4 separate regions of the Zea mays genome follow, and regions 1, 2 and 4 are each linked to region 3. Evidence: chromatin contacts called from public Hi-C data. All regions are on one chromosome and are shown on one strand. The core of a region is the stretch at or near the end of the contact, and the rest is flanking DNA. Distances in the headings are between cores, read along the strand shown.

Evidence for each region. Hi-C and Micro-C count contacts between places; a contact is called where the count stands out from the background.
Region 1: a Hi-C map of leaf shows a contact between it and region 3, with 7 times the contacts expected there. The contact joins the promoter of LOC100285724 here to the promoter of LOC100216717 in region 3. A contact is called at or near these places in 4 of 25 Hi-C or Micro-C datasets (bundle sheath, ear, leaf and 1 more).
Region 2: a Hi-C map of endosperm shows a contact between it and region 3, with 1.9 times the contacts expected there. The contact joins the promoter of LOC100285653 here to the promoter of LOC100216717 in region 3. A contact is called at or near these places in 7 of 25 Hi-C or Micro-C datasets (bundle sheath, ear, endosperm and 3 more).
Region 4: a contact with region 3 is called in a Hi-C map of leaf, with 2.7 times the contacts expected there. The contact joins the enhancer-like site here to the promoter of LOC100216717 in region 3. A contact is called at or near these places in 5 of 25 Hi-C or Micro-C datasets (bundle sheath, ear, leaf and 1 more).

What each region holds. Positions count from the first base shown.
Region 1 is chr8:147,328,250-147,334,453 of Zm-B73-REFERENCE-NAM-5.0, reverse strand. It overlaps LOC100285724, which reads right to left and starts at 4,273. Exons shown (of 7, transcript NM_001158615.1): 1 at 3,154-4,273; 2 at 2,296-2,497; 3 at 2,007-2,194; 4 at 1,581-1,914; 5 at 1,298-1,502; 6 at 1,028-1,134; 7 at 414-912. The coding sequence starts at 4,001. The coding sequence ends at 751.
Region 2 is chr8:147,706,015-147,712,220 of Zm-B73-REFERENCE-NAM-5.0, reverse strand. LOC100285653 reads left to right here and starts at 2,018. Exons shown (of 21, transcript NM_001158544.2): 1 at 2,018-2,371; 2 at 3,631-3,710; 3 at 3,802-3,888; 4 at 4,293-4,343; 5 at 4,448-4,565; 6 at 4,675-4,731; 7 at 4,845-4,909; 8 at 5,029-5,112; 9 at 5,206-5,256; 10 at 5,338-5,400; 11 at 5,488-5,543; 12 at 5,624-5,693; 13 at 5,774-5,836; 14 at 5,931-6,020; 1 more. The coding sequence starts at 2,254.
Region 3 is chr8:147,483,463-147,490,322 of Zm-B73-REFERENCE-NAM-5.0, reverse strand. LOC100216717 reads left to right here and starts at 3,357. Exons shown (of 11, transcript NM_001359485.1): 1 at 3,357-3,620. The coding sequence starts at 3,594.
Region 4 is chr8:147,234,203-147,240,517 of Zm-B73-REFERENCE-NAM-5.0, reverse strand. It overlaps LOC100194347, which reads right to left. Exons shown (of 14, transcript NM_001359459.1): 10 at 6,057-6,185; 11 at 5,894-5,956; 12 at 4,933-5,094; 13 at 4,704-4,822; 14 at 3,065-4,632. The coding sequence ends at 3,594. Among protein-coding and RNA genes, the nearest start is that of LOC100194347, 8.5 kb to the right of the region's middle. Within about 2 kb of position 3,152, at least 19 of the 20 cell types and tissues checked have an H3K27ac peak or open chromatin away from gene starts, as enhancers often do. A contact at or near this core is called in bundle sheath, ear, leaf and 1 more, where this site is marked.

The DNA.
Region 1 (6,204 bases), core at 3,024-5,523, 160 kb after region 3:
GGTAGCATATATGGTATCAGCGCCATGAAACCCAACAGAAGCAGCAAAACGACATGTCATCGTCTTCAATGGACACCAACCATCTCTGCATCATCAGTTAACTTAACACCTCTCGCTGTCTCTCCCCCCTCTAAAGATAGATAGATAAAGACTCCAGTGGAAACTCAGAACAACTACTAGCCCTGTACCTGACCCCAACCGCCGAAATCTCAGCTCAATCTGATGCCACCATCTCTCTTTTCGCCAGGGAACCAATCTTCCAATGGATTTCTCTCATGTTTTTCCTATAAGGTATGTACATGTAACGAAAACTGCAACCCCCAGGGCCCGGCCCCCCCTCCTCTCCCTCCCTAAAGTATAGAGAGTATATGCTAAACCTAGACGACATTACAAACATTTCCATTTTTTCTTGAGACACAGGGTGCTGGCATATGGACTATGATGGGGTGAACGAAAATGAAGTATCAAATACAAAATGAGGTGGAGAGCCCCAAACATGGAAAAGCTATTGAATTTAATGGGTCGGTATATGAACGGTGAAGAGGCGAAAACGACAGGAGATGGGGAATGAGGGGCTCTTCCACCTGACAGTCTTCCTTATGCTCATGCTCAATGGGGAGTAGCTACGCAGGTGGTGAAAATGCTCTGGAGGCTGGTGCCTGGTGCCTGGTGATGCTGCAAGTTTGACCGGGTGCTCTGCTCTATGCATTAGGGAAAATGGGAAATTGGGGTACGGGTACCTAAAGCTTCTCAAGAACTGGATACAGAATAGTGTCGCACGGAGTAGCGCAGAACATGCAAGCTCGGGCAGATCATTTCCTTCACTTTCACCCCTCCTTTGTATATCTTGAACGTCGGGACTATCCGCACGTTCTCTGTCCTTGCTACCATTGGGCTGCTGTTGACGTTAACCTGTTGGGTTGCGCAGAAGATAGAACTTGTCAGTCATCATTTAGAAATCCTTCCTGCCTATAATTGGCTACCAGGGTTCCTGGAGACAGACATATCGACGAACTCAGTAGCTTACCTTGAGAAAATTCACTGAGGGGCATTCAGTGCATAGAATGTTGATCGATGGTGTAATTTGTGTGCATTGCTGATTCATTGTCGACATGAAGTAGACAACAGTTACCCCTGAAGAAACACAAGCCAGAAATCACACAGTGACCATATCATGTATGACAATAAAATACATTGTAAACAATGCAGTGCAAGCAATTCTGACATAATAAAAACCGAGTAAATCTCAATATAAATCTTGAACCAGCAGAGAGATAGGTAGAAGAGAATAACTCACCAGGCGAACTTATGGCAGCATTGAGTTGCTCTACATTGGAAACCATCTCCACCTCTCCTCCAAACTTCATATTTGATACATCCTCACCACGAGTCGCCTTCAAGGCAATTTGGGCATGGAACAATGCCTCAGCAACCTCCTTGTCACTGGGAAACTCCTTCCGAAGCACCTCATAGTCCCGCACACAGTCCACCCAACGCTCAAGCTGAATAAAAGTATACAACGGTAACAGAACATTACATAAAAAGGGTAAAAAAAATTATATGTGCGTACTCATTCTTACCTTAGCATACGACGCAGCTCGCCGTAAGAGAGCCTTTGTATAGTTTGGCTGTATTCTTAGTGCCTCGTTGCAGTCGTCGACAGCTTTTCCCCACTTTTCTAGCTTTGACCAGCAAGCAGCTCGATTGCAGTGGAGCACTGAATTTAAGGGATCATACTTGAGCCCTTCCCCATAGGCTATGGACGCATCTAAAAACTTGGCAGCTTTAAAGAGATCATTTCCTTGCTCTCGGGCTTTTGCGACTAGTCTCACATTATTCAAAACCATCCCGATTTCTGCGTTCCCAGGATCAAGATCTCTAGCCTTCTCAGCTGCAGCAACAGCAGTATCAAACCTGCATAAACCAATAATAACTTTTAATGCTAATCTGATTTTTACCCAGCGTCACGAAAAATTGGGTATCGTATCAAGTGTAGACGATCACACCTCCCAAATGCCATGTCAACCTGCGCTTGAACAATATGTATGTATGACTCAGCAAGCATCCCCGAGAGTTTTGCTGCTGTCAATGATGAGGGCAATGCACTGTCCAGTTTCAGCAAGCTTGCAAGAGTCGACTCGGCCTCCTCCAGCTTGTGAAGGCGGAGAAGTGCTTCTGACCTCAAGGCAAGAAGCTGCATGGAAAGCATGATGTCGGTATAAATTCCACTACCAAACACAATATAGCAACACTTCCAGCACTTCATCAAAACATCAATCATGTGGAAGTCGTTACCAACTGAGAGGAGTCGGCGCCAGCAGCAATGGCGGCATCAGCCTCCCTCAGAGCGCTCTTCCAATCCCCAATTTTCCTTGCATCTGTGCATCTTCCCAGATGGACCTCCACCTCCTGCAGCTTATGCCACTCGGCAGGGTCTGAATGCTGAAGATGACCCGCCTGGGTGAAATGCCTCCGCGCCTTGTCAATCATCCCCAGTCTGAAACAACACAACTCTCACAGCATATCAGCAGAAATTCAAATAATTGAGCATGTCATCAGTCGTCGACACCTAATTCCAGGGGAGAGTCAGGACAATCTACAGTATAAACAATATTAAGGAACAGAAATTTAGGATGCATCAGCATTGTGTGGTCTAAATCCAATGAACCTAACGAAATCGTCATCAAGCAACCTTACAAAGTACAGCTAAGCAGACACCCCTTCTATCAGCGTTTTGTGATGGGAAGCTTTAATGACAATTTTACCCACAATCAAAGCAAGACAACATTAGCTTTACTTACATCCAGATAAATCAGCGAAATATTTTTTTCATTTTTAATTGCAAAAATTATCAATATCTTCCATCCTGAGGCTGCAAATAAAATGAATGGAGTGTGAAGGCGGAGCAATCGCAGAACTACATCTCACCGCCTCAGTGAAAAGGAAAAAGTGAAAGGCGCAACACTCATGTTGCTTTCTCTTCCGTCTCGCTCACAGAGAAAGCCATCAAGAAAGCAACATCAACATGCAGATGGAACCATGGAGAACAAAATCGAAACAAGAGCTAGAGATCTTGATGGGCAATCAGTTCTAAAATCTAGTACAGGTTCCAGCGCAATGGTGGAGGTAGTAGGAAGACTGCAGCAAGCTCACCGAAGGCAAACGCCTGCGACGCGGCTGTGGGCGCGGCCGCTGACCGGGTCGAGTCGGACAGCCTCCTCGCATTCATGAAGCGCGTCGGCAAGGCGGCCGAGTCCTATGAGCGCGGCGGCTCGGTTGCCCCGGCATGCGGCGCTCTCGGGACACAGCGCCACGGCGCGCTCGTAGTGCCGCAGCGCCTCCCCGTACTTACCCTTTTTGTACCACTCGTTCCCCAAGCGGGTCACCTCCTGGAGGCTCCCACTGCTTGCCGAAAAGCTCGCCGGCGATCTCGAGGAGTGTCCGAGGAACGAGGAGTCAATGCTGCTCCTGGCAGGGGCCATGCCGGTGCCGCGCATGATGCTCCCGTGGCCGTAGTGGCCGGTGCCGGATCCGAGCACGTCCGGGCGGGAGCGCGACGGAGGGGGCGCGGCCGCCGTTGCCGGGACACGCACGGGCGGGAAGATGTTCCCGGTGGGAAGTGCATTCAGCATCGGCGAGCTCGCCGTGCTCCCACGGTCCCCGCTGCCGCCGCCCCTCCCCCGGCTGCCGCCGCCAGTGAATATCAACTGTCCAGATCCGGACCGCCTGTGAGCCATCAGCCGCGGCGGGTTGCACTCGCCCACCAGCTCGCCGGAGTGGCTCCTCCCGCCCGCCATCCCAGCATTCGACGGAGCCGGCGACTTGGCCGACCCGGAGGACGAGGACGACGACGTCGCCACGCTCGCCCGCACCCGCAGCGGCGACACCGGCGAGCCGAGATCCGCGAAGACGTTCGCCTTGGCGTCTGGCTTGTCTCTTACCTCATCGTCGTGCAGCGCCAGCGCTGCTGTGCAGTGGCGTATCCGGTCGGCTTCCGACATCGCCGGATCTCCCGGCGCCGCCTCAGCAATGCCGGTACCTGCACTCCTCAACTCCCACTACTCCGCCTCCTTCTCCTCCCCTCGGCAAGCAAGCAGGCATAGAACCACGCACACAAGAACAGCTTGCTCTTGTGAACTACTGCTCGCGCCACCCGCCACCACCACCCAGCAAGAACCCTGAGCAATAAATCGCGGAGCAAAAGCGAGTGCTGATTCCTCGTGAGGTGGATGGGTTAAAGGATATCCTCAGCCCTCGGGGAGGAGGAGAGAAGGGAAGGAAGAAGGGGAGAGTGGGAGCGAGGGGAAGAAATAGTGAGTGAGAGGGGTGGCCTTGAGAGGCTGCGGATGTTCCAGGGACCAACATGAAAAACAGCGCTCCTTTTATTTTTCTGTGGGTTATTTGAGTCGGAGGACGGGTTTTGTTTATATCGAATTATCGACATATCGTCTTGGAGTTTAGGGGGTTTATGTTTTCTCTCGATATTTTTGGGTTTTTTAGCGTGGGGTTTCTCTGTTCTCTCTCCTAAGTCATGGTGATATCAAGACTTTGGTGAAAAAGCACAACCATATTTGGACAATAACTTTTTTGAAGATTAGTTATAGCTTGCACGTTCTTGCAATACAAATACAAACATTTTGTATGAACTCTACTTACAATACAAATACAAATATGATGTATAAATTCTATGTGGTTTTGTATTCGGAGTATATTATACGTGTCTATCTAGCAAAATACTCCCTACGTTTCTTTTTATTTGTCGCTGGATAGTGCAAAATTGCATTATCCAGCGACAAATAAAAAGAAACGGAGGGAGTAAGTTTTTAGCTTTGTTTAACGAGTTTAGGAGAATGTACTAGGGTTAACAGTTAACTGCTAAAATTAGCTATGTACATCCAAACAATCTAGCTAATAGTTCAGATATTAGCTACTTTTACTAAATTAGCTAATAGTTAGATAGCTATTTGTAACCTAGTTAATTCTACTAACAACTTTTTAGCCAACTAATTATTGGTTATAGTGTTGACGTCACGACATTACACATGCTGACGTGCCTCACCACTACGTAACATATTAGTTATAGATAAACCCTAAAGAATCTAAGGTCAATGATTCAGTTACATCATTAACTTCTCATATGGATTTTGGTATTGGGTTTCACAAAACATTTGTAATCTTGCCGGAGAATATGATTTAATATATGTCTTCTCTGTCTTTAGTTCTCTACTTGACGTCACGACATCTCCACGGAGCAGAAAAGATACAAATCGAATAAAAGAAGCACGCCGAATTTTAGAGATATCAGAAATGCATCCCATATATGTAGAGCTTATGACATACATCTCCTATGGTCATTAGAAGCATACCTATCAATCTTTTTACAACTTTGTACCTGAAAATTGTTGATACCTTTAAGATATATATGTAAACATTTTTACACGTGTTATTTGTTCGTAAGAGTCATGACATCTTTAATGGTAAGTATGGGTGCTTGTGATCTTAGATAACCTTTCTATGTGTGTGTGGATGCCTCTCTATTGTGTGTGTCCTTATTATCTCTAGCTCTAGTAACAACCTCTCAGATATGTTTTCAAGTGAGAAAAAACAATATTACATGAACCAAATTCTTAATATGTTTTGTTGCAGCGGTAGAACTTCTCTCAACCATGTCTAGTATGTGTATCATTGATATCTCTAATATCATCTCAATACATTGGCGTGTGAGCAAACAATCTTTACAAAAAAACAAGTTATTAGTGTACTGTTTCATATTACTACATTATGTGTAGGACACCAGAACGATTTTTTGTCTTCTATGTTGTGTCACTTCAAACTGCTCAACTCTACTATAATTATGTTCATTCCGAAAAAAACTAAAGCCAAAGTGTGTTGGGACTACCGCCGTATTAGTCTTGTCCACAACATTGCAAAGATCTTCTTCGAACTTTTGGACAACAGGCTAGCAGCCTTCCTAGACACTCTCGCCTCCAAGTCCTAGAGTGCCTTCATTGGGAAGAGATGTATACAAGATAAATTTCTCTACATGCATAATACAGTCAGGAAGCTTCATAAGTTGAAAAACCTGCTCTCTTCCTGAAGCTTGACATCCAGAAGGCCTTTGATACAGTTAACTAGGGTTACTTGTTAGAAATCCTCAAGTTCATGGGCTTTGCCCCCCGCTGGTGGGAATGGATCTCCATACAA
Region 2 (6,206 bases), core at 769-3,268, 220 kb before region 3:
AACTCACAAATTTTGTCTTATTTGGTCTCTGTATGATGGAATTATGTCATTTTATAATCTTTGTTCATTCAGTCGTTGTGAACTATTTTCTAATCGCTCACTTCATTGGTCGTGTTGTACCAAGACATATTGCATGGAGTAAACAATAACATCAGTTAGCCAAATCAAAAAATAGTATACAGAGAGCGGAGACAATCGATAAAAAATCTTGAATTTTTTTATGGATAGTTTACGTGGGTATTATTGTAAGCCGTCGCAACGCACGGGCAACCGATTAGTATGGGTACGATATGAGTTGAATTTTGTCTTGCGGGTATGGGTTCACGAACCATATACCAGTGTCCTACTCGCCTGACTTCCAACCCTAGTGTTGAGCCCTAGATAGAGGCCCCTGCAGGTGACGAGCGTGACAGACACCATGGCCGGGTCAACGACGAGGTCCTATCGGGGGCTCGCGTTGGTAGGTGAAGAACATTTTTTCATCACAATTGCACCCTTAGAACAGTAATTACACCCTTATTTTTTTCCTCGCTACTATCTACAGAAGAACACATTAATGGAAGTGATGAGTGCTTACTATTATATATATACATCTCGACCCTAATAGGATAAAAATCAGTCAGGATGGTGAAATATAGAACAAGCAGAGAAAGTGAAGATCTATAGAACTTATAAATGCTGACCTTATCATATTGAATCTCTAATATAATCACTGTGATGCCGACCAATGACTTTGAGCTTGTCAAATGGACACTAAGGATGTTGTATTTGCAAAAATTTAAATTGGGCAAATCATTCGATGTAAGTACCATATACTGTGGAATGGCAAGGAAAAGGTTCCTACTTAAGTTTCTTCTTGACAACTAACTTAACAACCCGGTCGCCTATCCAATTCAAGTTAGTGTCTCTAGGAAAGTGATCAACATAGGAAATAAGTAGCTTTAATTGATAGATGATAGTGGTAAAAAAGATCAGGAAAATGTAGAAAAACTAAGTGGATGTATAAAACAATCACCTTTGTTATCATAAGTATAATAGGATTAGCACCAGCAAAATCGATACATGTGCGAGGAAACTCCCATTGAAGTCGATGATGTCAACCTTCACGGAAACTATAATGAGTGAGAAGAGAAAAGAGAATGGAGCAATATGTGACAAGTTGTTTACCAATTTGACTATCAGTGCTTATGACAGCTTCCCTGAACTATTGTGTTGAACTATCTCTTGTTGTATTAGACTATCTTATGCTATTTGAAAACTAGCTTTTGTTGTATTAGACTATTATGTGATTCGAATCTTGTCATCATGTTTGAATTTTATTGGACTATTGTATGATCTAAATTTATTGCTATATTATTATGTTGAACTATGTTCCATACAATGCTCGTCTATAATTGTTTTGTTCGCGAACTAAATTGGAACAAACGATAAGCAATTCATGTTATCGGACCAAATAATATCTATATCAATCACCTATTCACCAAATAAATATCCGGTCTATGAATCCATATATGTTCCGTATGTAACTATCTATATTTAATCCCGAATCCGATTAAAATACAATACGATAGGATATGATTTTGAATGATCTACTATGGCCCTGTTTGGCACAGCTTATTTTCAGTTTCTTCACAAATTTAAGCAGAAGTTCTGCCAAACAGACAACTTCTGCAGCAGCTTATCAGTTCAGCAGCTTCTCAAAATGAACTAAAAGCAACCAACAAGCAGAAGCTGCTTTCTACCAGCTTATCAGATAAGCAGCTTTTTCAACAAGCAGCAGCTGTGCCAAACAGAGCCTATCTATCCATCCATATATGCTCGTTTTCACTCTAGACTGCTAGACCTATGTACGCATAGCTGATGGCGTGTCTATATATCTACGTGTTTGTGTGTGACTGTGTGCAGTTTTGAACCTAAAGCGGCCAAGCCCAGACGATTCACAAAGGCAAGTCTGGAAAAAATGTTGAATTGAGGGATTTGGGCGTATAAATGGCCCCCTCCCTTTCCAAACCCCTCCTCCGTCTATCCCCACAGCCGCCTTGCCTCCATTGTCTCTCCACTCCCTTCTCTTCCCTCTCACCTCCTAAAACCTCCATTGCCCGCGCGCACGAGCGCCCGCGTCGAGGACTCCAGCTCGTGTGTCCGTGCGAACGCGCGGTTTTCTTGTCACGAACTGTCGCTCCGGTCAGGGGATTGAGGAGGTGGGGCGGCGGCGGCGGATTTGTCGGGCCCGAGATTCCCGGACAAGGAGAAATGAAGTACGTCCTTGTCACCGGCGGGGTAGTGAGCGGCCTGGGCAAGGGCGTTACAGCCAGCAGCATCGGCGTCGTCCTGAAGGCGTGCGGCCTCCGCATTACGTCCATTAAGATTGGTACGTGTCCCCCGCCGCCGCCGTCTCCTCCTTACCTAAACGAACCGCGCGTACCTTCCGTTTTAAAACCTGGAACGGCGCGTTAGGGTTGTCATTCGACCTAAGGTTGGGGGTGGTTCTGAGCTTTCGATCCGTTCCGGCAACATGGGCCGGCAAAAGATTTGGTTTTGGAGCGATACTCGTGGCGGGGACTGTGGGTGGAGGTTGGTGTGCGGAGGACCCGGGTTCCTGGTCGAGTTAGGTGAAAAGTCCCTCTTTTGAACCTTCCGCTCAGTGCTATTGCCGTTGTATTCGTTGGTGCCTTTGGTTTGGAGGATATGTTGTCAAAACTGGTCTCTGATTTTCATGATAAGTTTGCCAATCTTGCCACTTAAAGACGTTGTGGTTCTTTTCCTTCAAAGACTGCTTTATAGTTGGGTGGCCACCTACTCAGGGTTATCCTTCGTGCGAATGGGGTTTCCCTTCCTCCTGATATTGTTTAGGAGAAGAATATATTTATGGAGGGATGACACTTCCATTTGACTTTGTAGTGGTCTTAGGGAATGTTCTGCTTAAGCCATAAATCTTTGGAGTTTGAACAATGGTGGTTTATTCATGATTTGCCTGATATTCTAGAACATTGTGGTTTATTTTACTTCACTGGTTGGTCGTCAGCGCTTATGCCTGGGCAAGTGCCTCCGGCAATATGTTCTCTTTAGTATTTTTAACAGAAATGGCTTAATATGTTCACGTTTGGGACAATAAATTTGCCTTTTTTGGATGCCCATAAATTTGCCTCGACTCTCATTAGTTGAGCACAATTTTTGGTTCTCGATGCTGTGGCCATGGAAACAAGGTAGTTGGAGAAGACTAGGTTTCACCTCCTATGCTTGTCTCTGTCTTCCAGATATATTATGCTATAGAGGGCTTGCCGCTGCTGATTTAGATATCACATGACACCAATGCTGATTTAGTTATCTTCATGCCACGAACCTATGGATGCCAGCTCTGCACTGCGGTATCTTTTGACTTAATTCAATCTAATGTTACATGTTTTGATTGGCAATACTTATTCTTATCCAGTACCCACCTATACCCTTTGTTTTTGCTGTTGTTGCCTTGTGACTCTTGTACTAATGTTGCCCTTGTGCCTTGATTGTGACCTTTGCCATTGTAAAATCTATGGTGGCAAGCCAGCTATTGCTTGCACTGATGCTTTAGTTGCTTGTGTTCGTCTTCATGTGGTTGACATGTTCTCATTGAATTACCTGAATATGCAGATCCTTATCTTAACACTGATGCTGGGACTATGTCTCCATTCGAACATGGTGAAGTGTTCGTACTGGATGATGGTGGCGAGGTATTGATATTGACATGTCACAAAGTCAAATTTTGCTAGGCACAGCACTTGTTAACCCATCTAATTTAAGTACTTATTTTGTGCCTGTTAGGTGGACTTGGATCTTGGTAATTACGAGAGATTTTTGGACATTAAACTTACTCGGGACAATAATATAACCACTGGAAAGATCTATCAGGTAAGAATAATCGATAATATTTTCTGTCAGACCTTGATTTGTTGTGTTGAACTGCAAATTCGTATATGTATTTAATATTGTATAATCATAACTTCAGTTTGTTAAATAGCCATATAACGACATTCTTCGCGATACAAATATTGAGAAGATGAAATAGTTCACTTGATGTTGGTGTTGACGTCTTGTGCTAAATTTAGGGGTGGGGGTGGGGGAGGACATCCTTGTTGTCTTTACGTTATTTGAGTATGTTAAGAATGTAAGGAGAAAATAACTAATCACAAGAATATATGTAAGAATAAATATGTCCTATATGAGATGTTGAAACACACTTGCTTTTTCCTGCATAAAGGGTTGCCTTATTTTTTTTTCTTAATTTACTTATATTTTTTAATGGTTTATGCCAGTCTGTAATTGACAAGGAGAGGAAAGGGGAATATTTGGGAAAGACTGTCCAGGTATTGGGATCATGTTTTGTGGACTCATGTTTGTTTCATCTGTCTTGGAACTTCTGCTTGTGTGCTTGTTCTAGTACTGACCATCCAAATGTTTTACTTTTAAGGTTGTGCCACACATCACAAATGCCATACAGGAGTGGATCGAGCGTGTTGCTAAGATACCAGTTGATGGCAAGGAGGGACCTGCTGATGTCTGTGTGATAGAATTGGGGGGCACTATAGGTGGCATGAGATAACCATTCCTTTTTTTCTTCTTTTTGGGTTGATATCTGTTCACAGTAGACATTTTATAGATGATTCCTGTTATTGATTGTTTTCTGAACGCCTGCAGGTGATATTGAATCTATGCCATTTATTGAAGCTTTGGGTCAGTTCTCTTATCGTGTTGGTGAGAAACTTCACACTTATTATGTTATTATGACAAGTAAAATCTCTAGTCCATCTGCTAGTAAGCAGGATTGATGATATCTTTTTTATGTTATTTTGGTTGACACTTGGCAGGTCCTGGCAACTTCTGCCTGGTGCACGTCAGTCTAGTTCCAGTTTTGAATGTTGTTGGTGAACAGGTATTCTTGGTCATTAGTTATGTTCTACTGCTTATTAACTGATCATTAAAGTTATTGTTTGAATAAATCTGTTTGGCTGCACTGACCTTATTCTTGATCTATGTTGCTTGCTCTTGTAGAAAACAAAGCCAACCCAGCATAGTGTACGTGGTTTGAGGGGACTCGGGCTCACCCCAAATATTTTAGCTTGTCGCAGTACTAAGGTTAGTTATCAAACTAATCATTTTTTACATTGTTAGAATATGACCATTACTGAGTCCCTTGGCAGTACTTATAACTGAAACTGTGTATAACAGGAATTAGAGGAAAATGTGAAGGAGAAACTCTCCCAGTTTTGCCATGTTCCGGTAGGGAAACATTTTAATTCAAAGCTTCATATGCTGTAGACACTTCACTCCAGGAAGTTAATTCTTCATTGTTTTTTGCAGGCAGCAAATATTATCACTTTGTATGATGTTTCCAATATCTGGCGCATTCCTTTGTTGCTACATGTAAGTCACATCTGTTTTCTTTGGTCTGAGTCATTTTTGTGTTTTGGTATTCACATTCTCTGTTAAAATGTCATTTGTGCCCTGCAGGAACAAAAGGCTCATGAGGCTATTCTTAAAGTTCTGAATCTGGAAAGGATGGACAGGTTGGTCTTGAACTATCTAGTTAGTACGCTCTCTGCAATATGTGACATTGTTTTGCGCCAATTATTTATAATATTTCCAGCATCGCTCGAGAGCCAAAGTTAGACGAATGGATTGCAAGAGCTACTATATTTGATACCCTTCATGACACTGTTAGTGTTTTCTCCGCAGTCCCTTGCTAGTGAATTTTTTTTCATCCTTTGTTCCATGCAACTAACAGTGGTTATTTCAGGTGAGGATTGCTATGGTTGGGAAGTACACTGGCTTATCAGATTCATACCTCTCTGTGTTGAAAGTGAGCTTGCCAACTTGTTCACTGCAGTGATGTTTTTTTCTGTTTCCAAATGTTAATGATGTTGCCTAACTATTGCAAAATGAAAAATTTGCAGGCCCTCTTGCATGCATCTGTTGATTGCCACAGGAAGCTTGTTGTTGATTGGGTTGCTTCAACGGATCTTGAGGACTCCACTGCAATTGAGGTTTTTTTACAGTAGTCTATTATTCAATGTGCTAAGTCTTGAGGTGAATCGTATTTTTACTTGTCTCTTTAAAACTTTACAGGCACCTGATTCATATAAAACTGCGTGGAATTTACTGAAGGTAAGGAGTTATTATCAAGTGGACTATGTTTAGGATATGGAAAATTGGAATTGTGTCATATTTGA
Region 3 (6,860 bases), core at 2,108-4,607:
CTGCCTTCGTTAAGAAGCAACCCTGACTAAATCGCAGCACCGACCGACCGAATCGCAGGAGCATTTAACGCAAAGGTGGCCTGACACCTTTATCCTGACGCACGCCCCCCGGCAGAGCCGAAGAGACCGCCGTCACTTCGCCGCTCCACTGACCGGCCTGACAAAAGGACAGCGCCGCCCGCACCACTTCGATTGCAGTGCCACTCGACAGAGTGAGACTGACGGGCAGTCAGGCCCTGCCAAAGGCACCATAGGAAGCTCCGCCCGACCCTAGGGCTCGGACTCGGGCTAAGTCCCGGAAGACGGCGAACTCCGCTCCGCCCGACCCAGGGCTCGGACTCGGGCTAAGTCCCGGAAGACGGCGAACTCCGCTCCGCCCGACCCCGGGCTCGGACTCGAGCTAAGTCCCGGAAGACGACGAACTCCGCTCCGCCCGACCCCGGGCTCGGACTCGGGCTAAGTCCCGGAAGACGACGAACTCCGCTCCGCCCGACCTAGGGCTCGGACTCGGGCTAAGTCCCGGAAGACGGCGAACTCCGCTCCACCCGACCCTAGGGCTCGGACTCGGGCTCAGCCCCAGAAGACGACGAACTCCGCTCCGCCCGACCCCAGGGCTCGGACTCCGCCCTGGCCTCTGCCGAACGACCTCCGCCTCGCCCGACCCAGGGACTCGGACTTGGCCTCGGCCACGGAAGACAGACTCAACCTCGGCTTCGGAGGAGCCTCCACGTCGCCCAACCTAGGGCGCAAGCCAGCCACGTCAACAGGAAGCGCCATCATCACCCTACCCCGAGCTGACTCGGGTCGCAGAGAACAAGACCGGTGTCCCATCTGGCTAGCTCCGCCAGATAGGCAATGATGGCGCCCCGCAAGCTCTGTGACGACGGCGGCTCTCAGCTCTCTTACGGAAGCAGGAGGACGTCAGCACGGACTCAACCGCTCCGACAGCTGTCCCTCTGCCAGGCTCCGTCGCTCCTCCGACGGCCACGACATCACACCAGCAGGGTGCCAAGATCTCTCCGGCTGCCACATCGGCATGTACTCAGGGCGCTAGCTCTCCCCCGCTAGACACGTAGCACTCTGCTACACCCCCATTGTACACCTGGATCCTCTCCTTACGCCTATAAAAGGAAGGACCAGGGCCCTCTTAGAGAGGGTTGGCCGCGCGGGGACGAGGACGGGACAGGCGCTCTCTTGGGGCCGCTCGCTTCCCTCACCCGCGTGGACGCTTGTAACCCCCTACTGCAAGCGCACCCGACCTGGGCGCGGGACGAACACGAAGGCCGCAGGATTTCCACCTCTCTCACGCCCTTCTCCGGCCACCTCGCTTCCCCCCTTCGCGCTCGCCCACGCGCTCGACCCATTTGGGCTGGGGCACGCAACAACATTCACTCGTCGGCTTAGGGACCCCCCGGTCTCGAAACGCCGACACTTGTGATACTCTTTCGAGCTCAAGTCTTGATCTTGTGTGTGCGTATTTGCTATGGATTTGAGTGTGTTGCTTCCCTCCCTTACTCTAGTGCTTCATTGTGATTCTTATTGTAAGGGCGAGAGACTCCAAGTTGTGGAGATTCCTCGCAAACGAGAAAGAGTAAAGTAAAGAAGAACACCGTGGTATTCAAGTTGATCATTGGATCACTTGAGAGGAGTTGAGTGCAACTCTCGTCTGTTGGGACGCCACAACGTGGAGTAGGCAAGTTTTGTACTTGGCCGAACCACGGGATAAATCCTCGTGTCTCTTGTGCTTGTCCTTATTGTGTCTATTGTGCTTCACAAGAGCTCTCCTCTCTACTCACTTGATTTCATTGTTCTAACTCTTAATCAAGTTTGTGGTGTTAAGTTTTAAGTTTTACAGGATCACCTATTCACCCCCCTCTAGGTGGTCTCAGTAGGCGGCGCTGTTTTCCTGTCAGGTCGGCCAGTGGAGCGGCGAAGTGACTGCGGTCACTTCGGCTCTGTCGACTGAGGAGCGCACGTCAGGATAAGGTGTCAGGCGATCCTTGCATTAAATGCTCATGCGATACGGTCGGTTGGCGTGGCGATCTGGTCAAGGTTGCTTCTCCGCGAAGCCTACTCGAGCTGGGCCTCGGGCGAGTCGAAGGTGCGTCCGTCGCTTGAGGGGACCCTCGGGCGAGACGTGGATCCTTCGGGGTCGGCTGCCTTTGCCCGAGGCTGGGCTCGGGCGAGGCGTGATTGTGTCCCTTGAGTGGACTGAGCCTTGACCTTAATCACGCCCATCAGGCCTTTGCAGCTTTGTGCTGATGAGGGTTACCAGCTGAGATTAGGAGTCTTGGGGGTACCCCTAATTATGGTCCCCGACATAATGGTCAACCAAGCCCTCACAAGTAACAAGTCCTCCTTGTCACTAAAATTCTTCAACCTTTTCTTGTTTACTCTCCTGGAGTCAGTTGTGCCTGTATTAGGTGATTCTTGTCCCTCAGGTGGACTGCCGAAACCATCCCACCCCATACAGATGTTGTGTTCAGACCCATTGAGCAACGTTGTAAAAAATATTTCCTTCCATAGAAACAGACAACCTACAACAAGATGTATGCAAACATAATTTCTCAGGTGGCATTCATTATTCCAAAATGTATGATAATATGTGTCCTTGAATTACACAAAATATATAATAGCTAGGTATAAAAAATACCCTGTACAACAACAAAATATAGGTGAATCAACGACCATAGACAGATTTCAATCCCTTGCACGTAGGCAGATCATGTACAAATATGATTCTAGAAACAAATGGCAAGCAACACACATGAGTTTAATGGAACATGAATCAGGGATAAAGACAAGCAAACGTTTAGAGACTAGTGCACGTACTCGTCAGACTGTATGTCGTAAAGAGCTCAAGGCAGCTGAGACTTCGGACATGGAAACCACAATAAAAAAATCGGAACTGGAGTGGACAATACCAGCTGCTGGGACGATAGTGCGTGGCTGTGCGTGGTTGTGCGATGTGGCGAACGCAGCAGCGCGGCTGGGAGAAATGGAGGGTTGGGGCGGCAGAGCGTTTGGCGGCACAGAGATTTTGTGGAAGAAACATGGAGACACAGCGCCTGCAACCCGCGATGAAAATAATTGAATGGGCCGGCGGGAGACTTGAGATGGGCCCGTGGGAAACGTTTTGGAGAACCAAAACGTCCTCTGTTTGTAGCTACAAAATACGAATTTTCTAGGACTATCAAAAAGTTAGAAAAGGTTTAGCAGGCCTGTTGGAGGCTTGATTTTTCCTATTTATCTTTAATTTTAAGTTAGGAACATTTTAAGAGACCTATGCAGATGCTCTTATAGCCGCGTGCAAGCGCCTCGTAAGACGCCAGTGGACATTCGCCCGCTTCCCGTCCATTTATTAAACTTTCGCAAGCGCAGGTATCTCCCCACAGGGCAGCGCGTGCGGAAACCCTAGTCGCCGCCGATGTCGGACCCTTTCTACCCGTACTACCGCGGAGCCTTCCCGGGCGGCGACGGTGCGCAGCCGCCGCCACGTTACTCGGATTTTGAGGTCGACCTCATCGCGGCCCGTTACGCCGGCACCCTATTGCCTTATCCATCCTCTGCCGACGTCGGCGCCTTCGACTCGTATGTCGGCGCGAGACGATCCGCGGAAGGTGAGAGCTGCCCTCTTCCTGTTTTGGTTGGTATGAGGAGTTTCCCGTGCGTGTTCATCGGACAATGCTGCCGCCGATGCATGTGTGATTTGTTTCTTTGTCGTGGTTGCCATAGTGTATAGTCGTTTGACCGCTTGTTTGTCTGAAACTAGTAGTATTAAGATCAATTGGCCGTTGGACTCAGTGTTTATGTTGGGCGTTGGTGTTGCTAGTGTTAATGGAGCTCGTACTGATCTAGCTATCTTGGATATATATACTACTTACGAGCAATTTTTATTACGCTTTTGTGGAATTGCGTGGCTGCATAAAACTTAAATTGAGACACCGCAGAGAATAATTAAGGGCAGAAATTGCACAATCAAGCATCGATAAAGGTATTACCTTCAAGTTATGTAGGATGTATCATAATTTCATATCCTCAATTGTTGACTTGTTTGGCATGCAGATTGTAGAATTAGACCATTTCTTGTGAATGAGCTTAGTAATGAAGGACCAGAGGATAAAAAATGGTAGTAAAAATATTTGAACAGGGAAGAGCCTTGGTAATTAGTGGGGAGTAGCTGTACCATGAAACAGAATGCTTGGAGTTTTGATATTTGGCTGTCTGATTTTGAATATAAAAATGCTATCACCATCTTTGTACCAATAAATCCAAGCCAATTGTGAGGTTAGCTATGAACTGTAAATGCACTTGATTCTTGCCAGTCTACTGAAAGTTATACTGTTCAGTTCTTCTCAAGTGAGTAGTACTAAGAGGTTCTCAGACAGCATTAGAGCTGGGATTTTTCCTTATTCTTGTAGTACTCTTATGTTTGATAACTATGTTTTTATTCATTTCAGTACATTATTATTATTTTCAGTATATGGCTACCTAATACAGCTGGCTTATAAAGTTCTTTTGTATATATACTATAGTTCTCTATCACCAATCTTTTATGGGAAGTCATAGTACTGTTGGCCAGAATGAGGCTTTATATTCATCGAATACTATGGCTAAACGCCCTAGGCTTGAAAGCAGCCTTCCTATATATCCACAACGACCGGGGCAAAAGGACTGTGCCTTCTATATGAGCACTGGAACCTGTAAGTATGGAGAGACCTGCAAATTTGACCATCCACAACGGGTTCCAGAGGGTGGGGTTCCAAACTGGAAAGAGGTGACTATCTGTCATTATTATTTGTGGCAATCTATACATCTTATTACTTAAAATGTTATTTCTAGTGTGCTTATTTTTTTTTCTAATACATACCTTTACGGAATTATCTATGTTATTTCCAAAACCATGCTTTTATTACTCTTAGTAGGGCTAACTACAAAAATAGAAGGTGAGAACACATGTAGCTGGCCTCAGTTCCTGCATTGAAGTGTTAAACCGTAGTCACTAAGTTTCAGGGTCGATGGGGTCAAGGATTGGGGTAAAGGGACCATGGTTTTTAAAGCGGTAAGGCGCTCCAAGGCGTTGGACCACCGCCTAGACGCCTAGGCGGCGCCTAGGCGACGCCTAGGCGAGGTAGGCGGGCAAGGCGCCTAGGCGTCAGACCACCGCCCGGACGCCTAGGCGTCGCCTAGGCGACGCCTAGGCGACGCCTTAAAAACAGTGAAAGGGACGTATGGCACCTATGAGAGGTTTTTACAAGGCTAGGTTGAAAATGACCTAGTGTACCCTGGACAGGGATGATGTTCCTGGGTCTAATAAGCAAGCTAGAGCAGCTATCTGCAGCCTGCGGGGCAGCCATTTAATTGTGCTTGACTGAGCCCACCTGGATTTTTGAGCTTTATTTAATTTTAGCTGTTTTTTTCACATAAGAGCATGGATATGTTATAAATCCAACCACTTAGGACTTAGGAGCCATAGAATGCAAAGTGGAATAGAGTGGGTAGTAAAATACTTTGTTTGGTTTTTTATACACAATTCTGAAGATGGAAAAGTTACTAAAGTACCCTACTCATCATCTAGTATTGATGTAAAACACTCTTATACTCCAACTCGTAATTGTTGCAGTTTTCTTGTGTTTATTACCGGACATGCTCCCTCTGATCATTAATACTTGACAAGTTCTACTTTACACGATCTTTGATGCTTATATTTAACCATTAAATTCTTCAAGAAGATATCCTTAATTTTTTTTTCAAATATGAGAGATTTTGCAAGTACTTCGACTCCTAGAAACCGGGAACATGGAACTTGGCCACGTTCCTCGTACCGGGAATGTGGGAATAATCACGTTCCTTGTGTTATAACCTAGTTTTAGTAGCGTACCGTGTACTACGTTCCTGTTCCTCGATCCCATCGATTCGGGAACCTGGTTACTAAGCTTCGAATACAAATTGACTCGTATAATTTACACACTTGCAAACTAAATAATGTAAGAGTTTTTTTTTTAAGATTTGACCAAATCTTATCTTAAACAAGTTACTAGTATGATCAAAAGTACATGGAATCTAGGCTTAGCTTGTTTTAATATTCATTACATTCTTTCTTGTTGTGCTGCTACAAACATACATGGAATCTAGGTAATAGTCTTCGTTGATGTCTAATTGTCTACCTAGCACTATCCCACTAGCAAATGTTTGCTAGCCTGTAATCTGTTGAACTGTATAAGTGGATAAACTACCTTCTCCCATTAGCTTAAGCTTTTGGGTTTAACTGGTTAGTACGTCCACTCTAACATGGTATCACAGACAGAGGTCTAGAGTTCGAATCTTGGCATAGGCTTTATTTGTGCCTCCACCCATTTATTTCCACGTTTGCGCCTTTCTCGTTGGCTGCGTTTGCGCCTTTCTCTCTGGCTGCACGTGAGTGGGGGTGTTGAAATGTATAAGTGGATAAACTACCTTCTCCCATAAGCTTAAGCGTTTGGGTTGAATTGGTTAGTGCGTCCACTCTAACATAATCGACAATCTAAAGCTGCATTTGATGTTGTACTCATCTTTTAAATCAACTTACATTTCATTATTTTTTGTATTTTGAGCGTTTCATGCTTCTGAGTCAATAGGTCATGAGTTTGAAGCATCCTCTCCCCATCTGGGGTGGGGTGGGGTGGGGGGAGGCTGGCCTCCGCTTATCCCTTCCAAGACCTCAAGGGAGCTGCCGGCACTGGCTCAGCGCCCTTTTTTTATTTAGTGTTTCATGCTCTCTCCCCTCTCTAGTACTGATTGTTGGTGACGTTTACATTGAGCAAGCCAAGTTCTTACCATAGTTCGGTCAAGCCTCCTTTTGTGTAGACTTAGCCATATTT
Region 4 (6,315 bases), core at 1,903-4,402, 250 kb after region 3:
ATTAGCTACAAGCTAGCTTCAAATGAAAAGGTTTTCAACTACAAATTTGTATAACTCAAATGAAACTAGTATCCTGTTTCATGTCAATTTAAAAGCAGTAAATTAATTCAAATGAAAACGTTTTCAGCTACAAATTTATATAACTCATCAAGATGCACCATTTATATTTTGATCATTTCTTCATATGGCAAAATAAAAATAAATTTGTTCATAAAACATATATCTCTCTTGTAGTTTATGAAACTATATAAGAGAGATGTACAATATTTATTTAATAATACTAGAACCATCATGTGAGATGAACAAATGACCAAACAATCAAAATAAACTTTGTAGATCTTAAAAAGCTATAGAATTATGTAGTTGGCAACCTTTTCATTTGAAGTCATATTTTTAACGAAAAATATGTCTGAATTTAAAAATTTTAAATTTTGAATTTTGAAAACGACGTCGAATGGAAAAACCACCAACAGAAAAGTTGTAGGTCTTGAAAAGTTATGAAACTTTGTAGTTGACAATGTTTTGGTTTGAAATCATCTTGTCATGCAAAACTTTGTTTGAATTTTAAAATTTGAATTTTTTTCAACTACCTCGGATGGAAAAAAAACACCAAAATAAAAGTTGTAGGTCTTGAAATGTAATGAAACTTTGTAATTGACAATTTTTTGATTTGAAATCATCCTCACATTGAAAAATTCGTGTGAAGTTTTCAAATTTGAAATTCAAATTTTGTAAACGGCCTCGGATGTAGAAACTATCGAAATAGAATTTGTAGTGCAACTTTATAGCTGGTCACATTTTTAAATGAATTCATTTAGTGCCTCAAATAAGATGATTCTTAAAATAAGATGTAGTAGTGTAGTGGTAGAGGAGGGTATTCGTGAGAGAGGTTGCGAGTTCTAATCTCACCCCATTCACAAACATGTAAATTTGATTCAAAATGATAGAGCGATGGGTATGGTAATGGGGTTAGTGGTTGGAGAGTTCTTCTCATAATTTAATAAAATGTTTTGCTGTGATTCTTAAAGTCTTTACCGAGTGTCCGAAAAAGTAATCGACAAAGAACCATATATCGATAAAATATTTGCAATAGTCTTTGTTGAGTGTCTGAAACACTCGACAAAGAAACGAGTCCGGTAGTGCGTACATACTTGTAGAGCTGCCGGGGGCAAAGAAAATTCAGAGAGGGAGAGAGAGATTATTCTAGCAAAGTAAAAGCAAAACAATGTGTGTACAGTACACGCTGCTTCAAGACGACCTTGTATTGCACATCATTAGGGTACGTACACTGATAATGGAGGCATCGACAACGCACCTCTAGTACACCTGCCTGCCCATAATCTGCATATAGGAGTATATAGCGGAACAATAATGCAAATTGAATGGTGTGGTCTCTCTCTACTATCTCTCTCTCTCTCTCTTCAGTGACTTCGCAGCAGCAGGATGGACGATTGGATTCCCTAGAGCTGTAGCCTGCAGTGTAGAGCATGTACGACTGCACGAGAAAGTTCATAGCCACGTCAGCCTGGAGTTATCCGTTCATGGCATGCTGCGGTCCTCCTGCCTGCGTACGTACGCACGGATATAAACTTAATTCACCACCGCTCCGATCGTGGTGCCTCACGTAACGCACGGAAACGGGAAACGACGCATACATATGCAGCAGACACGCTGCTTGCTAGCTAGCTGTTGGCGACTCCTGCACAGTGTGTGCGTGCCTTGGAATTTGACGGGTGTACAGTGCACACGGGCTCACAGAATTTAGGAGTACAACGAAGAAGTGCCCCCCGACCCGAATCTGCGACGACGACGACCGGACGACGTATGCATACTTGCATCGTTGTACATGGCACACAGCTAGCAGTACATACACGTGTGCCAACTGCCATGCATGCGTGCCCCTGTATACTGTACAAGTCCCTGTACTGCACGCTGGCTGGCCGCTCTGCCGACCGTGCATGCTTGCTCCATCGCTCGTCACGTCTCACTGCAGCCCCGGGTGGCCCCGCCCCTCTCGTGACTTGCATCGCGCGCGCATGCTGCTGTGACAAGTGGTTGATGAGCTCAATGCTGTGTGCGCACTGTTGCTCCGCCCGGATCTGTGCCAGGAGAACAAACATGAAATAATGGTGCAGAGAGAGAAAGAGAGAGAGAGGTTGCAGCCGTTCTCTCTCTCTACTGCCACTGCCACCGCCACCGCCGCCGTGAATGTGATCACGTGGCGCCCCCATCCATGCATGCATTTCATCCGTCGCATTTGTAGCCCTGCATTCCTGATCCGCAGCCTACCGATGGCCGTTGCGTGTACGCTCCCACAGTGTTCGTTTCCCAATCAATCAACAGCCCGCGCATCATGCATGCATGCATGCCTTCCACATCCACTTGTCCCCCGTGCCAAGCAAATATATGCTTGCGAGGGAGAGAGATCACACTGAGAAAGGACAGATGTAGATGACACTTTTAACTAGTTAGCAGCTAGATGTCATGTTTGGCCGTTCGTCCTGTTTGATGTCTCTATAAATAGTTAAGTAATTAAAAAATATATTTAATGATAAAATAAAATAAGTATTTACAGAAGAATTAAATATTACGGTCGGTTTAAAGTGTGTAAAAGTAAAAAAACATCATGTACTTTGGGACCACATTGGTGAGACAAAATGGTAGACAACACAGGGACACTACCCGCATCCTCCTGACTCCGTCTGATGATACATGCGTACGTATAGGTACGTACTCATGTGGAGTGAAGGCCAGATCGCCATTCAATTTTCCCTGAGCCACTGATTCCTGCCGCTCATCAACTGCAAATATTCCTGCTGTGCATGCCCCATCCAATGCATCACCCATCAATAGTACACTCTGCATGCAATGCAATGCAAGCTAGTGGTACACACACAGGCACAGGGATGTAGGGCCGTGTAGCGAATTGATGAAAATGCTCGATAGGAGAGTTGTCCATCGCATGCACGGCTCACAGCACCACTGCAGTTGAACCCCCAGTCCTGTACAAGGTCAACGTCAGAGATTTGGGACACAAGAATCCAACCAAGGATAGCGAGTATAACATCTGGCTTTTGTCTATAACACCGAGTCACCAAATATATATAAGGCCAAACATTGTTGGTGGAGCGTGGAGTACATGAGAAAGGTCCACCTATAAGGCCCATTAAACATTGTTGTACAATTTTGCGCGGAGTACATGAGAAAAGGTACACACCTGTAAGGCCCATTAAACATTTCAAAACTTCACAGCCCATATAAACATGTCAACTATTCACAAACTCTGAAAGCTACAGCCGAGTTTGGACAGAAATATACACAAAACATTTCTTCTGTCACCAGTATGAAGATGGCCTCGATGCCCAATTCAAAACCCTAAGCACGGGAGCATGAGAAAAGGTAAACCTCTGCAAGATCCCCGAAGTAGAATCCCTTCAGACTATAAACCAAGGCCACCCAGCTTCAAAATGAACAAAAAGAACTGCTTTCGCCACATGCATGTCCAAAAGAACAGTATGATGCTCACCTTACAAAGGTTTGAGGATGTACACATTGACAATCCGAACGCGAAGAACAGAGGCGACCATCTCTTACTAGAGTAAATCCAGGATAGGTTGTTGTCCTGATGCCGAGTTGGCATGAGGCCTTGATGCTCGGGAGAGTGCGGACTGTCCTTGATTTCTACCGCGCCCTCTTCCAACCGATGTGGATGGAGGAGGGGCAAGTCTTAGTAGCCCATGTGCGGCATTGTTGACCGACGTCGACAATGATCCAGAATCAGATTTTGGTAGCATCATGCTCAGGCCTGTACTGGAACTACTTGGATTGGAGAGACCTGTGCTCAATCCTCCATTTGGATTTCCGAAACCTAGAGCTGCACTGCCCTGATTCAAATAGCTGCCAGTTGAGTTTGTGCCCATTAGATTAGACGTGTTTGACCAGCTCATTTGGTTGCTTTTCGTTTGCCCTACAGAATTCCCGCTGCCACCAAAAACTATGTTGCCTGAGCTAAATCCCGAAATATTTTGATTTATGCTTGGCCAATGCTCGGTTGCTGAAATGCTATTAACATTGCTAGGTATTGGGGGCCAATCAGCAAAAGGATCAATATCATCAACTCCATCGCTAGACAGCCTTCCAGAACCATTATCCTTGCTAATAGACAAGGGTGCATTGAAGTTGGATGACGAGCTTCTTCGAGGAGGCCACTCAATGTCGACAGGGACACATGAGCCAGAAATTTTAGGTCCTGAACTAGCCGCAAGAGATTGTAGTGATGGTTGTGGTTGCGCAGGTGGGATTGTAGCTGCTGTAACATGAGAAACTGATGGTGGCTGCTTTGCCTGGGTGCTCAAATCAAAGGGGAGTGTTGTGGATTGCTTTGTTTGAGTACCGAAGTCAAAAGGGTCTACTGAGGGTTGCTTTGTTTGTGCACTAGAATCAACTGAAAGAGATGGAACACCGGATTTCTTAGTAGGACCCCAGTCTTCATCCCATGCAGGGCTGCTCTTTGCAACTGGTATTTGTCCTGACATAGGTTCAGAATGGATCCCGTTTGCCAATGAAGGTGATGATTTTACCTCTGTGTTCCCATTATCTGTAACAGTCACACCACGCTTCTCTTCAATCTTGCTGTAGAAATACGTAGTAGTTTAGTTGACATATTGATGGACACGTAGAGAGCAATGCAGGATAAATGATACCTTGTAATGTCCTTGACAAATAGCATATACTTGGCAAATTGTTGTACATTCAGTTGATGTGCTGTGAGCAATGGGAAGATGAGAGGAATCACATATTCCGCAGCAAACTCAACACCGCACTGGATCAATGAAAAGAGTAAATTGAGTATCGAGGTAAATCATGACATGGGAAAAACACTCATAATTCAGCTATGGTAAAAAAGAACATGTTAAGAAGACAAGAACTAACTTGTTTATAGATTGCATTAGCAACACCAAGTGTGCACATAAGAGTTGGCGCAGTATGGTCAACAGCTGTGCAACGCCGAACAGTCTCCAAGATACCCATTATTCCTTCTTTGTCCAAGGATGGCACAAGATCTCCTAAACAGCGCAACGCATTCACACGCACCTATATTGCAGGAACAGTTAAGAACATAAGAAAGCAACATAAGTTACAGTACAACAAAGCAGCAAATATTCGCAAAACAATGAGTAACAGAGAACGTGAAAGATAGATAGAACGATGCAACAATGGAATTCTAAAATGTCAATCTTGTACAACAAGAGTAAATTAGAATTAAAGTCAACTGAAACAACACTAAACATCGGTAAAACTACGTGTTGCTAATATTACTTAAGAAAAAAACAAATTGTAAAGCATAGCTACTTTAATAAACATATTGTGCAGCATAACTGAACTTAGCTTAGGTCCACCCGCCATCAGTCAGGTATTCAGTATTTCAGTATAAGAGCAGACCAGAGACACAGGAAAGTAATGAGTAGAATGAAAATCATAATTACATAAGAACACAAGCATTCAATGTTAAAGGATTAATATCCTTTTCTTTCTCGTATGAACCAGCTAGAACACAGAAGAGGCAGTAGTGTTCCATTTTAAAAGTTAGCAGTATTCCATGTGTGTTCATGATTAAAGATAATAAGGGTGTGTTACTGTGTTTGTTTCCCTCCAAGATTATATAAGTTGGATTATGGTGGAAGAGTAGGAGGGTAAAATATCACTTTGGAACTACAAATAAGCTGAAATAAGCTAGTATTGGGTAGCTTATTTCAGCTTATTTGTAATCTCAAAGTGATATTTTACCCTCATATCCTTCCACCATAATCTAACTTATGTAATCTAGGAGGGAAACAAACAGGGCCTAAGTACATTGATACATATAATAGACTAAAGTCTACACTGTTCATACCGCAGCAACTGTTGTCTTTAGAGCTAATCCATGTACACGAGGAAGCACAGCTTTATTGACTAGCTGCACAAGAAAAAATTACATGACACAACATGCATGCCTTGTACATACAGTCTAAAAAACAATTCATTAATCTTCATTTTTAGTATAACAAAAGAGTAACCTTGGTGTCAAGTTGACGAGACAGTGGTACTGTTCGACGCAGAACTTCTTCCTGTAACCGGGGATCATTGTCATCATAAGCCCGGACCAGCATTGGAAGAACATGTGATATCAAATGTTCCTGAGTGGCCTGCACAAGAGCACCATTAAACGACATGTTAAAAACAATCCTTTGGGATTAAGATCACCATTCCATTCATTCACATAGATAACACAAAGGAATAATATAATCTATCGATATTTCACAAGTAACCCTGATC